Regions from separate parts of the Rattus norvegicus genome. Here region 2 is linked to region 1. Evidence: chromatin contacts called from public Hi-C data. All regions are on one chromosome and are shown on one strand. Each heading gives the region's core, a stretch centred on a gene start, on an enhancer-like site or on the middle of the called end of the contact. The rest is flanking DNA. Distances are from core to core; before and after follow the strand shown. Region 1 holds the start of Atp2c1 (ATPase secretory pathway Ca2+ transporting 1). Region 2 holds the start of Pik3r4 (phosphoinositide-3-kinase, regulatory subunit 4).

Region 1 (4,586 bases), core at 1,361-3,860:
TTTTGAAGATTCCAGGCTATTTCCAAGCTATTATAAAAAAATATTTAAACAGTTTAAAAAAAACATGCTAATATAGTACAAGATTAACAAATAAAGTCTCTTTGGTTCTTTTTTTTTTTTTTTTTTTTTTTTGGTTCTTTTTTTTCGGAGCTGGGGACTGAACCCAGGGCCTTGCACTTCCTAGGCAAGCGCTCTACCACTGAGCTAAATCCCCAACCCCCAAATAAAGTCTCTTGATGGTCAAAAATAATGGAGCAGAAACCCCTCAAGTTTTTCTGAGGTTTATACTCTTACTGAGGCCACCTCATTCTTGTGTGGCCATAAAATACAGACACACTCCTAACAACCGCCGCCCCTATCTCAGCTGACAAGCGCTAGCTCCATTACTCGCACTCTGATTCCTAAGACACCGAGAAAGGAAACCAACAGCCAAGTATCCACCTACTTCAGGCTACTCTGCTAAATCTGGTAATACTCTGAAAATAGCTCGGATATGTACAGTAACTCTGAGATTTACTTACAGAGATTTCTAAATAGAAACCGCTATATGAATGGGCTTAATATTGTCTTATAAAAAAAATCTGACTTTCTGAAATCTATAAAAGACAAGAGGATAATTTTTCATACCATCAGAAAAAAAACACAACTGCTTTCCTCAAGATCCAATTAGCATAAACTCCTCTGCAGTTACACACTTCAGTGTGTCAGAAAACGCATTCCACCAACTATCCCTCTAGAATGAAACGGGCCAAGTTAACCATGCCTCTCACCATATTTCCTACATATGCCACGGTTCTCCAATCGCACAACAGATTACGACATCCACAAGAAACACCTATTTTAAGATTTAAAGTCCTACTTAGCCAATCAAGCTTACATTCTCAACAATGGGAAAAGCATTCAACTTACACTGCAGCTCCTGTGTACCAGATACAGATTTTAAAAGCAAACAAGGGAAGGGAGGAAGAAATGATTTGTCAAGTACCTTTTCTAGCATCTTGCAGTCCAGTCAAAAAGGGAGGTGGGGAAAAAAGAAAGATAATTATACACAAGCCAGAAAGTCAGCATAAACAATAAACATGGTTAGTTCAAGAGGGAAGAAAAATCATTTACTCAGTTAGTCAATACTTTTTAAAACCTAAGTGCTATAAATGAGAAGCATTATTTGAATGAGGCCAAAGCGATCCAGTAATGTGACAGACAAATGCGTCCAAACACGATGTGTAATAGGGACAAACAGGTTCCACTGTCAACCTCCCAAAGATGTTTTGAAATAGGGCGGGACTTTAAGACAGGAAACTCTCTGAAAATTTCATTAAACTAAAGGGTTAGGGTGTTTTGATTTTGGGTTTGTTTTTTTTTTCCCCCTTAATCTGAGTTCAAAAACGCTTTTTGTCAAAGCTGGAATTTATTTTAGAAATCTTTTTATGATTCAGTCACACGCCCTAACAAAGCTTGCTACGCAAATATACAGAGATCTGACCCACTGCCTTCTCTGCCCCTTTCCACTTCGCACCCACGGATTCCTTTCAAAGAGCTATAAGGATGTGCTCAGATGCTATCTCAAATGAAAACTTCCGTTCCATTCCCTAAGCTAAAGAAAATAACCATTTCCCAGGAAAGCAGAATCAAGCTGTCACCCGCAGAACCTTAATCCCCGCAATGCCCATGTTACCAAAATAAAAGCTACATGCCCTTAGGGAAGCAAATCCTCTGACATTTCACATGCAAAGGGGGAGAAAAATCAATTACATAAAATCAGGAAAATAAAAAGGTGGGAAAGGACAACTTAAAAAGCAAACCACCACACCCTCAACTCTTGTATTACAAGCCCATCTGCCAGGGGCCTTTACCTTCATTTTCCATCGAAACTGCACTCTGGTTGATGGCTACAAAGTCTTTAGTGTCAGCCACGGCCACACTGGGAATAGAGAGGAGAGGAGGAGGACAAGGAAGAGAAGACCCTGGAATCCCAGGCTGTCACCCCCGCTCCCGGCCACGCGTCCCACGGCTGCTCCCACCACCCCTAGCAGCAGCATCTGCAAGAGAAACCAGGAGAAGCGGAGCTGAGAGGGGAGAGGAGCAGGGCGACCCCCGCCCAGCCGCCGCCACCACCCTAGCCCACCCCCTGCGCCGCCTGCAGCGCCAGCGACACACACCAGCCGGGCGGCGCCCTAGAGGCGCCCTACGGGCAAGAGACGTTCCCCGGACGCCCCCTTCCCTCCGGACCTGGAAGTTTCTGGAAATAGGGGCAGGAGTAAATACCCGGAATCCTCCCTGGCACCCCAAGACGTCCTCCCTCCCTCCAAGCTGCGAGGACTCACTCGCGGGGCTGCGGGGGCGCCCCACGCGCCTCGGGCGAACGGGCACTGCTGGCGGCACGGTGGCGCCACACGGAGCCCAGCCGCGTCCGGAGGAGAACGAGCAGGATGGTGGCAGGGAGGGGAGAGGAGGAGCGGCGAGGGGCCCGTCAAGCTTGGCCCGCCGGCTCCGCGCGTCTCCGCGCACGGCCGAGCAGCTCTGCTCCCGCCTCCACCTCCTGCGCTCCGCCCCTCCCTGCCGCCCGCCGCCCGGCGCTCCCTGCACTACACCGCCCGCCGCCCACCGAGCTTTGTCGCTACCACTTCCGCCGGGAGAGGCGCGCGCGCAGGCGCACTCCGGCTCTCTGCGAGGGTGAGCGGAAGTGCAGTGAAGCGAGCCTGCGGGCCCTAATGGACGTTGTCTGGGGATGCAGAGGGTTTGTAGGAGAGCGCGCGGGGCCCAAGGCTAACCCTTGGGCTCTCAGGATAGCGCCTGCCCACTTTCCACACACCCGCCGGCCCAAGGGGCGGAAGCACACCCGTCCCTGTCTCCAGCCACACATTCTCTCCAGGAGGCCGGGGGAACGAGACCGAGACAGGCACAGCCATAGCCGTGTCACAGAGTCGCCTGGGCGCTCTCTGCACAGCTCTGGAAGTCTCTCCCAACTCACAGCCGTCACAATCTCCTCGGACGACGCAGAGAGAAGCTGGTGTTCCTGTCAGCGGCCTCCTCCACGCCGTACCCTCACTTGTAAACACGAGCTCTGGCTGCGTCTCTGGTCTTGCGAGGACTAGTCATCATGGAGCCGGTTTCCAAAATCCTTTCCTGCTCAGGAGTGTGCTCTGAAGCCCCAGGTTTATGAAAGGTTCAGAATGACAGCTCGAGGAAGGACCCCTGACCTTTCTCATTGAGTATATGCAACCAGAATAGCTGGGATAGAATCTAGAAATCAGTCGCCTTCCCATCGAAGCCGAAGAACCAATATTACTTTGGCCGCTATCATTTTCCAAGTCAGCCTTTCACTTAGCACCTCACACAAGCCCCTAGTAAATGATTTTTAATGAATAGTTGCTATTCTTAAAGCGCAGGTAGCCATTGAACCACTCTCACCTATATCCACTAGAGGGCAGGACTGCACCTGTGGCCAGTGCTGGAGCATCCTCCAAAGACCCCTCCCTTGCCATCTGCTCCAAAGAAAAAGCCTCTACAGCTATTTTTCCTCCGTGACCAAATAACCATTAAAAAAAATTGCTCTTCTATATCGGTTCCTATAACATGCTTCCAACACACGTTCAACATAATGGACCAAGTTGTCTGTCTTACTATGCAGGGTGCCTGTTAAGCTCATTTGGAATCAAAACTTCTGGATAGCTTCTGGCTTGACGTACACACTCCTTCTATTTTGAAAAATGAGCTATTGCTAGACATAGTAGTTCATGCCACTCAAAGGAAACAGAAGCGGAGGATGGCCACAATTTCCAGGCCGCGCTAGTGTAGAAATCTATAATTCATCTCCACTTCGGTATGCATGCTTAATGATGTTTATATGCCCCATGGCATAAGCCTGTGGCTTCTATAATAAAATTGCTGTCTGGTGCTCAGTTTTAAAGTTGGTTTGTAACAGTTATTACTTACAGAATATTAATGTTGCAACAAGCATAATTTAAAACACAGTTTATAAGGAAGATTACATTGTATAAACACTTAGAATTCAACAACTTTATGGTTGTGCTGGGGTTTCTTTTTATCAACTTAACACAGCTGGTGTCAGCTGGTAAAATGGAAGCTCAAAATGTCTCCATCACATAGACCTACATTCAGGGAAGTCTGTGGGGAAGTAATTGAGGTATGTGGGAGTACCCAGAAACTATGGGTGGTCTTGGGTTATACACAGTGGGAAGCCAAGGGAACCATGAGAAGCAAGTCAGGAAGCAGTGTTCCTCCTTGGGCTCTGCTTCAGTTTCTGCCTCCAGGTCCCTGCTTTGGATTGCTTCAGTGATAGAAAGTATAAACCAAGTAAACCCTTTCCTGCTGCTTCTGATGGCTTATGACAGCAAAAGAAAAGAAAATTAGGGCCTCTGTATTGTTAGTTATTGGACTGATTAGCTGAAACTACACGTGTGTTGCTTGAGATGGGTTTCCCATTCTGTACCAGATCACTAACTATCCCACACTAGCCAACATCAGTAACATCAACTTCTATTTCCTACGATTGAGAGTTAGAATTTGTTATGTATATGCATACAATTTACATATTAAAGCTTTAATTAATACTATTAAAGCCA
Region 2 (4,586 bases), core at 905-3,404, 140 kb after region 1:
TTTGAGACAGGCTTTCTCTGTGTAGCCCTGGTTGGCCTGGAATTCGCTCTATAGACCAGGCTGGCCTTGAAACTCACAGAGATCCACCCGCCTCTGCCTCCCAAGTGTGAGATTAAAGGCCTGCACCACTGTGAACATCTGGCTCAGAGGTTTATAGTACTTGTTCTTGCACAGGACCCGGGGTTGAGTCCCAACACCCATGTGGTGGCTAATACTCATTCTAACGTGTAATTCCAGTTCCAAGGACGCTGGTGCCTTCTTCTGACCTCCACAGGCACTGGCATGAAGGTGGTGCATATAAACACACGAAGCCAAAACATCCATACATATAAACCTGAAAACGTTTTAAAAACGTTTTAAAAGAAGTGAAGTTAATTAAATACAAAGTATTTACGATTTTATTCTGAGACTCCAGGGGGTGGCACTTAAGGTCCCAAGCATGCAAGGCAATCAAACAGGAAACTACATTTAAGACTTTGACAAAGGATTTAAATAGTCACCTTCCCAGGGAGGAGAAACAGATGGGCAACAGGTCCAGGAAGAGATGGGAAACATCATTAATCCTTGGGGAACTGCGAATCAAACCAAAAGGAGATGTCACTTTGTTCCTACTAAGATGGTCTATTAATGGAAAATGGATGACGTCATTGCCAGAAAGGACACAGAAGAATCAGGAGCCCCGTATTGTGCTGGTGGGGATGTAAGGATGGGTACTCTGTGGAAAAGAAGTTGGCAGTTTCTCAAAACGTTAAACTCAGGGCTCTGATATGAATACACATGTCATCTCCTTGGCATTTGTATTTGAAACACACCACAGTGTAAAGACTTACACACACATGTTCCTACAAGCTTTATTCCTGATAACCAAGAAGCAGACACAAATCCCATTTGCTGACAGACCAGATGACACAATGTAGCATTTCCACACAAGGGAATGCTTGGTAAGGAAAAGAAATGGAGCACCAAAAACCACAGCCATGATGACCTTCAACATTTGGCAAATGCAAAGAAATCAGACTATATGTTTTATTCTTCCTATTTGAAATGTCCAGAATAGGCAACGTCTTACAGAAACACAATGAAATGATTGCCTATTGCTGGGAGGCAAAGTGGCAGGGAGGGAGGGAGGGAAGGAAGGAGGGAGAAATGACAAGGGACTGCTCACAGCTTCAGGCTTTTCTTTGGTGAAACAGTCTGAAATGCAGAATACAACCTTGCCTTTAAAAATAAAGTGAATAAAAAATTAAAACCAGTTCATCTTGACACTTTGAAAAAATGTTTTTGACTTGATTTTTAAGAAAATCTTATACATGTATAATGTGATTACTGTCATCCCCCACTCCTAATAACCGATACTTTCTTTTTTTTAAATTTTTTTTTCGGAGCTGGGGACCGAACCCAGGGCCTTGCGCTTGCTAGGCAAGCGCTCTACCACTGAGCTAAATCCGCAACCCCTTAACCGATACTTTCAAACCTGTCTTTTTTTTTTTTTTTTTCTCAAGACCCACCAAGTTTAGGCAGTGAGTTTGGGACTATGGATTGGAGCCTGGTAGGCACTCAGTAGGGACTCAATTGAAGAAAGTGAGTGTTTCTCTCCTAGAATACATTAGAAGCCAAGAGTTTAGAGTGGTAGGGTGCATATCCTTCCCCAATAGCAGTTACTCCTGCTGTGAGGTCATGACTGGTTTGGCTCAGCCATACCCAGATAACTTGGGTGTGTATATACAAAATATGCACGCAGACAAACATACATGCATGCATACATACATACATACATACATTTTTGTGGAGAGAGGATCTCTCTTTATAGATAGGCTAGCCTCTAACAGAGAGCCACTGTCTCTATCTTCTGAGTAATGAGATTAAAGATTCCTGTCACCCCAATTGTGCACTTTTTAAACCGACGAACTTTATGATACATAAATTCTCACTCAATAAAGTTGCAATCCAACTTGTTTGGGGAACTAGGTTTTCTAAGTACGTGGGTAAGTTTTTTTAGAGCCAGCGGCCCCGGAGTCTAGTGAAGGAAAGCACCTTCAGCTTAGGGCAGTGAGGTCACGCCTCCTTCCCTTGTCTCCTAGCAACCGGCTTCCTACTGAACGCTTCCTCAAGTCTCCCTCCGTCACTTCCGTTCTCAACAGGAAGTGAAGTCAACCCAGCGGCTTTCCCGGGAGTTCAGCGTTCGCCGCAGGTGAAGTAGTCTTCCTGGACGGGTGCTGGCACTGTCCCCCGTCCAGGGCTGGCGCAAAGGCCCGGGGATCCGGGGACTCGAACACGCGCGGGCCCAGGGCGGCAGGGGAGGAGCCTCAGGCGAGGCTGCTGGTTGTCCGGAGTCCCGAGTATGCTTGCTCTCCCAGTTGTTCACCCCCAGCTCTAGATTTCGGACATTTCTGCGCTCCTCCCCCAACGACCCCAGGTCCTCTGTCTGAAAGGAAGACCCCTCACAGAAAACACTCTCCTCGCCGACTTCTGTTCACGCCCAAGCCCCTCAGCTCTGCCAAGACCTCCCTGGGATCTTTCAGCGACTTTTGAGTTGCCAGAGGCCTGGGGTAAATGTTTCCCTGAGTGCTAAACTGTGCGGTAGGGAGATAGTTCCTGCAAAATACGGGGTTAGGTAACTTGGGGCAGTGTGCATTTTGCCTTACTTTTCTTGAATGTCTCTGGCGGGGTTTCTTGTTGCAAACTGGGGGAGTTTGCCTTGGTTTCGGAGGAGGGAGACATCACCGCAAGGCGGCTGGAGGGGCCCAGTTGATGCTCATTTTATAGATCTGTCTGACCCAGGAATTAAATGACCCGTTTGTGTCATGTGATTCTTTCATTTAAGCGTTTAATGTGTTTCTTACCTGCAACTAAAATGTAGTTTTCTCGGGCAAGGACTGAGTCATCCGGTACCTTTGCGACTTCCAAAGTGTCAAACACTACTGAACAGTCAGGGTAAAGGTGCAGCCAGACTTTAAAATCTGAACATCAGTGAATACATGTTTCAACATTTTAGCTTAATGTTTAAGAGATCACGTTGGAATGGTGGGATCTCAGCACTTGGGAGGTGGAGGATAAAGGATCTGGAGTTCCAACCCCCTCCTGGGCTACACAAGACCTTATCTTAAAAACAAAAATTAAAACGTTGAAGGCATGCATATATTTAAACATGATTTAGTTACTGGAAAGGATGGCGTGAAGTAGCACCATCTTTTTAGATAAAAGTAATAAAACCTATTTAGGTAAATTTTTCTGAATTTACTTAGTAAATAATGATGCAACTGTCTTTTAGGAAAAGGCCAAATCATGGCAATTTCACTGTTTGTTTCTCTCCCTCTTCCCATCCTTTTATATAGGTATTGTGTGTTAACCTGCCAACCCAGGGGTGCCCATCATTATGGGAAACCAACTAGCTGGTATTGCTCCTTCCCAGATCCTGTCCGTAGAGAGCTACTTCTCAGACATCCATGACTTTGAATATGATAAGAGTCTGGGAAGTACTCGGTTTTTTAAAGTTGCTCGAGCGAAGCACCGGGAGGGCCTGGTGGTTGTGAAGGTCTTTGCAATCCAGGATCCCACGTTGCCTTTAACTAGTTATAAACAGGAGCTGGAGGAACTGAAAATCAGGCTCCATTCGGCCCAGAACTGCTTACCTTTCCAGAAAGCAGCAGAAAAAGCATCGGAGAAAGCGGCCATGCTGTTCAGGCAGTACGTGAGGGACAACCTCTACGACCGTATCAGTACCCGTCCCTTCTTAAATAACATCGAGAAGCGCTGGATCGCCTTCCAGATCCTGACAGCTGTGGACCAAGCACACAAGTCTGGAGTCCGCCACGGTGACATCAAGACAGAGAACGTGATGGTCACCAGTTGGAACTGGGTTCTCCTCACTGATTTTGCCAGTTTTAAGCCCACTTATCTTCCAGAGGACAACCCAGCAGATTTCAACTATTTCTTTGACACCTCGAGGAGGAGGACTTGCTACATCGCCCCTGAGCGTTTCGTGGATGGCGGTATGTTCGCCACCGAGTTAGAATACATGAGAGATCCCTCAACTCCTCTTGTCGACCTAAATAGCAATCAGAGAACACGGGGAGAGTTGAAGAGGGCCATGGACATCTTTTCAGCAGGTATGTGAGTCAGTCACTGACAAACAGAAATGTAGCTTTTTGTAAATTGACCGATTTTCAAAGGTTTCTTGCTGTACCCTCTTAAGACTGTTTCAGACAGATACATGATTTCCTCATTGGACTTGCTTCAGTGATGAGGAGATGCAAAATACTTCTCATTCATTTAAACAAATGAGAACATATACTTCGCAGTGCTGGTGGCACGCAAGGATGCTACGTGTCAGGTTTAAGAGAGAAAAAGTCTGTTTCACCTTGTGTTTGCTACGGTGGTGATCAGCCTAAGTCACTTTCACCTTGTGTTTGCTACGGTGGTGATCAGCCTAAGTCACTGTTATAGAAGCACATAGTTAAATAAGCCTCTGGGAGTGATAGGTGGAGAGGCAGTGTCAGAAAAGGCCTCCCCTAGAGAGGTGGTGTTCAAACTGAGGCCTACAGCGGGACTGGCGTTAGCTGTGGTGTATTTGTGATTGTGTGTGT

What was found. A called contact is a pair of places that touch in the nucleus more often than the background predicts.
Region 2: a Hi-C map of hepatocytes shows a contact between it and region 1, with 2.7 times the contacts expected there. The contact joins the promoter of Pik3r4 here to the promoter of Atp2c1 in region 1. A contact is called at or near these places in 3 of 12 Hi-C or Micro-C datasets (the Rat2 cell line, hepatocytes and mammary epithelial cells).

Annotation. Positions count from the first base shown.
Region 1 is chr8:115,007,471-115,012,056 of GRCr8, forward strand. It overlaps Atp2c1 (ATPase secretory pathway Ca2+ transporting 1), which reads right to left and starts at 2,611. Exons shown (of 28, transcript NM_131907.2): 1 at 2,325-2,611; 2 at 1,854-2,039. The coding sequence starts at 1,859.
Region 2 is chr8:115,144,533-115,149,118 of GRCr8, forward strand. It overlaps Pik3r4 (phosphoinositide-3-kinase, regulatory subunit 4), which reads left to right and starts at 2,155. Exons shown (of 20, transcript NM_001401214.1): 1 at 2,155-2,549; 2 at 3,336-4,109. The coding sequence starts at 3,377. It also overlaps a transcript of Rpl29 not described here.